2 separate regions of the Sus scrofa genome follow, and region 1 is linked to region 2. The links are chromatin contacts, called in public Hi-C maps. All regions are on one chromosome and are shown on one strand. The core of a region is the stretch at or near the end of the contact, and the rest is flanking DNA. Distances in the headings are between cores, read along the strand shown.

Region 1 (3,452 bases), core at 941-3,440, 180 kb before region 2:
TAAATATCCATCATGGTGGATTTTCACAGACCATACAGTGTAACCGGAACTGGCATTTTCTTCTAACACTGCTTTTCTATTCACTGTGTAATCTTGGACAAATCATCTCCGAGCTATAAAATGGACATGATAACATGTGCCTTAAAGATGCACTGAGGGGACTAAGTGAAATCACCTATACAAAGCGTCTAGTACTCAGTAACTAAATGACACTTCTCCCTAGACTAGGGAGTACATTCTGGCTGTATCCCAACCAGCTCCTTCTCTCCTTCAATCTAAAGTCTCCAAAAGCCTAGAACACCTTGCTCCCCTGACTGCATGAATTATGAGCCTCTTCATTGTAAAATGAGTTCTTAATAATGTTTGGGAGGAATACAATCACATCAAGCATCCTAATTTAGAACCACAAGGTATTAACCAGTAAAAGATAAAGAGGCTCATCTCCATTAAGAAAAGTAGTCATTAGAAGGATTCACAAATTTAATTCTGCTATTTGCTAAGTACTATTTAAAATACAATGATGAAAGGCAAAACTCCCTGGGTTTTCACCAGGGCACCCACACAAGCCAGGTGCAGTCTCACTCAGCAGCTCCAAGTGTGTTATATCCTGAAGCATAAAATCTTATTTTTATTCAAAAATCCAAAATCAAGAATTGTGGGTAGCAATGACTAAAACTGAACTTATGTTTTTGCCATTGCTGCTAAAGCTAAGTGCCAAATGCGGTATCCTTGAATCCAAATGAGAGTCAGCAACACCCAACACTTCCACAATTCTATCTAATTTGTGAGGCCTCATGCATCACTCAGAGGCAATTCTATGATGACAGAATGTAGTAATGCAGTTAGCAGCCTGTCAAATGCTAATAGTCACAAAAGCAAACAGCATAAGAACTTTAAAAAATAACAGCTACTAAGGTTTGAATCTTTCTATGCGCCAGGCTCTCTGTCATGTCAGCTCTTTACACACTCTGCCTTGTTTTCCCTCACGACAAATCTTTGTGGAGGTTTCTTTATCCCTGATTTGCAGATGAAGAAACTGAGGTTAGAGAGATGAAGTCACCTGCCCAAGACCACTCAGCAGAGATAAGTGGAAATTAAGCCTAGGCCAAGGAGAGACTATGTAGCATTTACAACTGGGTCTGTTGGATTCCATAGTGTTTGTCTCTAAAGACCAGGTGGCCAGAAAAGTTGCCTTTGTCCACATCGATGTTTTATATAAAGCATTATACTCTTTTCCTAATGTCTACAGCAGTTAAAGAAGAAAACGAATCAGTCCCTTTTGGGTAGGAAAACAGTTTCATATGTAAGGACAGGAAAAACTGCTTTAACCAAAAGACTTCTCTGACGAAAGATTTTGTTGCTAGAATTTTTCTAGTTATTTTGGTTTTAATTAATAATGAGATAAACAGCAGGAACACAGGGAAATGTTATTGAAGTGGTGTTGTCTGTAATAAATTTCTCCATTTCTTTGAATGCTTTTAATAACAAAATTGCAGCAGAGGCATCTTAGTGTAACTACCATTCCATCTGAAGCCAAGAAGTGGTGGAAATTTCACATGGAAATTTTAATAATCCCTTTCTCTCCAAAGCCAATTATTTTTCTTTCCTACTTGGAAACAGCCCACCTCATTTGACTTCCAGCCATGAGCTTGGAGGTTGGTTGGAAAGCTGTAATGAGAAGAGGTTGCCAGCATGTCAGGTTCTATTGTGTTTGTGTGACCGCTAATCAGAGTGATGAAACAAGGATTGGCTTCACACTTATCACTATAAATAAATGTGATCTTAGAACAGCACTGGAGCTTTCATCATTTATTAAAAAGGAAAAGAAGAAATGTAAAAATGGTTATACAACCCTTATCAGAAAATCCGCTTGCTCCCTGAGATCAGCAGTTGATTTTAATTTTATATTACTTAGGTTGTTGTGAATAAAAAGCTTTATTAATGCAAACATCAATCCAAGGAAACCATGCTTCTTCTCACTATATTTTAGAGGACATAACATAAAAGGTTTTCTCCAAAAAAAACCTAATTCACTCAGAATTGAAAAAGGCCATAGAAAAACCAAAAGCTAGTTTTTGAGAAACTATAAAGTACTGATTCATTTAACATTCAATTCATTGATTCAATTATATAATTTACTGGTGGTTATCTGGAAGTTAAATATAATGTGACATTTCAAGGACATCTGGAATTCTCTCTCTCTCTCTCTCACACACACACACACACAAACGCATACACACACACAAACACATAGAGAGAGAGAGAGAGAGAGAGAGAGGTTTCAACTAGTCATCCTTTAGGTTTGTGAATATTAATAGTTTAAGAGTTTAGATCCATTGGTTTGTGCACTTTTCAGTCCCAAGTTCCTACAAAACAGGAAACATAATAGTTGTAGAAGGCAGGTCAGAGCACTAGCTGTTTCTTCCCAGAACCTTCGACCTGTACAACGTGACTGAAGAGTATCTGGGAAGAGAGTTTAGGAAGGGCTTCCTGTTTGTCTTCATTTATTAGACTCTTCTTTTTCCCAACACACAAATAAAACACATCATGAATGCCACATAACATGCTGTCTCTGATTTGCCAGAATGATTTTATGTTTGTTTTCCATCTGAGGTCATTTCTTAATATATCTAGACATTGTTCTTGAAGATGCAGGCTCATTTCTGTCCCTCAGAGACCATTTTCCATAATGCCCCAGCATAATGAGGAAGTGGATTCCAGCAATGCTGACCATCCCCAACATGAACTATCTTAACCCATGAGGAAATTAAAGCTTCAAGTATCTGCTGTTTTGTTTATTAAGTCTGGACCTAAAAGTGAGTCCCCCAAACATCTCTAGATTCCTGCAGGCCATTTGGAAGTTCATTTTTATCTCCTCCCACAGCACTCTTCTTACAAATGCTACCATGGCAAGAGGAACAGCCTGCTCATTGCAGTCCCTTTGGTAAAGAGCTACTGCCCAACTGGCAAAGAATAGGTTCAGAATGGCTAGCCCCCTATTCTACTCCCCAGAAAGATTATAGTGACAAGGCTGGAGTCAAGGAATTGAGAGATATGTTCCAGGCCAGGCCAAGAGCCCTTCTGGACCACACACTGCTCTCCTCTCTTCCCTCCGAACTTCTCCCTTTCCCCAGAGACAAAGGCAACCTCCTCATACCCCTGCAGCTTCAGTACACTTGTGTGGGAAAGGCAAAGGATGCAGAGACAATGAAATCATGAAGATTCTTCTTCTACATGCTCTTCACCAAACCCATAGCTTTTATCCCAAAGCCAGCTCCCCTCCCAAAGGCCTATCTCCATCAGTGCCAGTTACCATCATTTAAAACTGCCTGATTTCTCCTGATCTTTGCCTCTTCAGCTTAGTTCAAGTTCCCTGTAGCTCACAGTTAGATTACTGAAATGGATGGAATCAGTAAAAGTCCAATGAGGGAAAGAGAAACCACTCCAAGTGT
Region 2 (3,536 bases), core at 339-2,838:
AAGTAATTTTCAAAACTGTATTTAACTTAAGCTCTAAACCAAAAAGCCAAAGAGGGAGGAAAGCATGGCATTTTATTAATATTAAAAAAAAGTGACAAGCCATCTAATTGAGCCACTCCATAATTAACTGAAGTAGATCCTGGCTGCTAGTAATTATCAGACCCTTAAATAATTCATATCTACCCACCTTTTCTCCTTCATACTTATACTCAAAATAAACATCACTTCGGCAAAAAAGTGTAGTCTGAAATCCTAGTATACAAGTGTCATCCTAATAAACAAGTTTATATTATGTGCATATAAACTATTTATGCATATATAACTGTTAACATAAATTATGTAGTCCAGAGAACTTAATTTCAAATTCTTGCATGATACACCTCTTCAAGCATTGTAATACTTAATGAAAGCTGATTCAAAAAGACTTCCTTGGGAACTAAAGGAGCATTAGCATTTAAAAGACTGAATGAATCTGAAGTAATTTAAGGTAAAAATTGCCCATCTTTCTCCTTCAGCAAATCTAGAGCTCTGAGACTGAGGCAGAGAAGCCCCACGCAGCAAAAAAATCAGTAAATGTTTGGAATCCCTAAACTGACCTGGTACTTCCCTTTTTGGGAAAAAAATTAATCTCCACTCCATACTAGTGGTAGCCACACCTAGTGCTAGAGCTACCACAGGACCCTGAAGGAGCATGTCCTTCCAACCTCATTTCAGTGCAGAGTACCCTACTCCTGCAACAATATTTCCTGCATACCTACTTGTGCCAGGAATTAGGCTCAGGGCTAAGGATGACGTGCTGACTGACACAGGGCCTACCCTCATGGACTCTCCTAACTCAAAGACCAGTGTGTACAAGAGCCACCCACAGTGAATGTGAACAGTTCAAATGCCTGAGCCCAGTATGAGACACCAAAGCTCCCAAGTGATCCTGATAAGGTGGTCATGTAAACCACGCCCTGAGAAACTGGTGTAGACAGAGCTCCTAGCAGATAGATTCTATGTGCTGTGTCATCACTGAAACCCCAGCACCAAGCACACAGTCACTATTTCAGAATGTATGTACTGAATGAACCTACACACAGAGTGAAGAGACAATCTTCATACCCTCATAACAGAAGCGCCATAAAAAGCATAAACAGCAGCATGTAACATGGCTTGGGGAGAGAAAGAGACAATTTCCTGGAGAAGGTAGCCCCTGGGCAAGTCTTACAGGTAAGCAGGAGAGGGCCTGGGCAAGAGAGGGTAAAATAGAGGGGCAGCAAGAGCAGAGACAGGTGAGAAACAGCAAGGTTTGGGCAAAAACTACATGTTGTGTTGCTATAGCCTCCAGGGGCGAGAAATGATGCTGAAGTTTCACCTACATTATTCCTAATGCTTACAACCCACTTCAGACTAGGGATTATTATTCCTATTTTACAACTGAGAAAGTGAGGCTCAGAAAGATTAAAATCTGTCCCAGGAAATAGTATGGGCTGAATGTTTGTGTCCCCTCCCCCAAATTCATATGTTGAAATCCTAACCCTCCCCAGTGTGATGGTATTAGGAGGCAGGACTTTTGGGAGATGATTATGTCATGAGAGTAGAGCCCACATGAATAAGAATAGCACCCTTATATAAGAGAACCCAGAGAGTTCTGTCCCCTTCTGTCATGTGAGGACACAGTGAGAGGACGGCAATCTGCAACTAAAAAGAGGGTCCTTGCCAGAACCCGACCACACTGGCACGCTTATCTCAAACTTCCAGCCTCCAGGACAGTGGGAAATAAATTTCTGTTGTTTATAAGCCTCCCAGCCTGTGATGTTCTATTCAGCAACCTGAACTTATTAAGACAGGCAGTTCCTCAAATCAGATCCAGCAGTCTCTCTTCTGCGTATACATACCCAAAAGAATTGAAAGCAAAGACATGAACAGATATATATGCACACCCTGTTCACAGCAGCAATTATTAGCAATAACCAAAAATGAAAACAACCCTACTGTCCATCAACAGATGAATGGATAAATAAAATGTGATACGTGTATATAACGGAGTATTATTCAACCTTAAGAAAGAAGGAAATTCTGATATATGCTAGAACATGGATGAACTCTGAAGACATCATACTAAGTGAAAAAAGCCAGTCACAGAAGGACAAATATTGTATATGATTCCACTTATGTGAGGTATAGAGTAGTTCAATTCATAAAGCCAGGAGCTGAGGGGAGGGAGGGATGAGGAGCTATTGTTTAATGGGTATAGAGGTCCAGTTAGGTAAGGTGAAAATTTTCTGGAGATAGAGCTGATGGTTACACCGCAATATAAATAGACATAATGTCACAGAACTGTATGCTTAAAATGGCAAATTTTGTTATGTATATTTTACCACAATAAAAAAATTAATACTGCCATAGTGGCTGCACTGAGATTCAAGCCCAGTTCTGTTTTCTAGAAGAAAAATTAGTTTCATCCTGGAGGCTAAAATAGGAGAATTTTAAAGATTTTTTTCTGTAACTACCATCTTAGAATCATAATATTAACTATCAGTGACTGACACCTATCAAAATCTCTGTATGTATCTGAATATTGAGGAAAAACCAATCCAAAACCAATCAATGCAAAGATAAAAATTTTAAATGAAAAGATACAATGCAATGCATTAATCCTGAAAGCAGAGCAATTTAAAAGGATAGTTAGACTTTCACCTCCTGTTTAATCTACCATAAATGCAGATGAATGAGCATATTAGGTGCTGCCTATCTTTTAATCACTACATGCATAAAGATTTATTCAAAAGGCACAGTAAACAGATAACGGTTACAAAGGTGTGAAGCAATATGTAATCAGATGACAATCTAGAGCCAGGACTGGTACTCTCCAGCTGATGTGTCAGAGTTTGGCCAGCAGGGCAGTCGGCTGCTGCTCACAGTGGTACCATCTCCCTGTCATCCTCCCTGCTCCCTCCCCCACCCTGCCACATTGCAGCTGTGCAGCAGAGGTTGCCAGGAACTGAGAAGAACATTGCCTTGAATGACATTTTTGCTCTCATTCTGCCTGCTGTAATGGCCTCCTACCTCCAACTATCACCACCCAGTACATCAAAAACATGGCTAAAGCCTGTCATTGAATTCATTCGCTGCATTTGCTGCAGCTTTCAAAATACACAGCAAAGTCAAATGCCAACCCCCCTTATTTATACATGAGAGGAATGTCATTTGGAAATTGTTCTACATTCACCTTTCACTCCTAATGGCAAATCCAAATGCCAGACCACGGAAGATTTTTCATGTTGACTCCCACTAGGGCAGAAACTCCATCTTAATGTGCAATCATCAGAGCCTGGGGGAGAGAGAGTCAGTTGAATGGAGCCAATTCTCCTCTTTTTTCACTTTGTGTGGGTTTAAAGGTCCCTTGAACTTTGTCCGAAGCTGTACCCTACAGACTTCTGGTCCCTTTGCCAGGCTTCTTTCTGCCCTAGGACTTGTAGGTAAGGGTGTGAGAAGCAAAGTCGCTCCCCCTGGAGCTGCTGTTTTTCCTCCCCCACTGTTTCTGCTCCTTT

Evidence for each region. Hi-C and Micro-C count contacts between places; a contact is called where the count stands out from the background.
Region 1: a contact with region 2 is called in a Hi-C map of heart right ventricle, with 2.5 times the contacts expected there. The contact joins two enhancer-like sites. A contact is called at or near these places in 1 of 47 Hi-C or Micro-C datasets (heart right ventricle) and 1 of 2 datasets of contacts at active chromatin or transcription factors (alveolar macrophages).

Annotation. Positions count from the first base shown.
Region 1 is chr15:101,849,954-101,853,405 of Sscrofa11.1, reverse strand. The region is part of intron 1 of PLCL1 (inactive phospholipase C-like protein 1); the gene reads right to left. Among named protein-coding and RNA genes, the nearest start is that of PLCL1, 230 kb to the right of the region's middle. Within about 2 kb of position 2,190, at least 4 of the 83 cell types and tissues checked have an H3K27ac peak or open chromatin away from gene starts, as enhancers often do.
Region 2 is chr15:101,669,928-101,673,463 of Sscrofa11.1, reverse strand. All of the region lies in intron 1 of PLCL1 (inactive phospholipase C-like protein 1), which reads right to left. Among named protein-coding and RNA genes, the nearest start is that of PLCL1, 48 kb to the right of the region's middle. Within about 2 kb of position 1,588, at least 10 of the 83 cell types and tissues checked have an H3K27ac peak or open chromatin away from gene starts, as enhancers often do.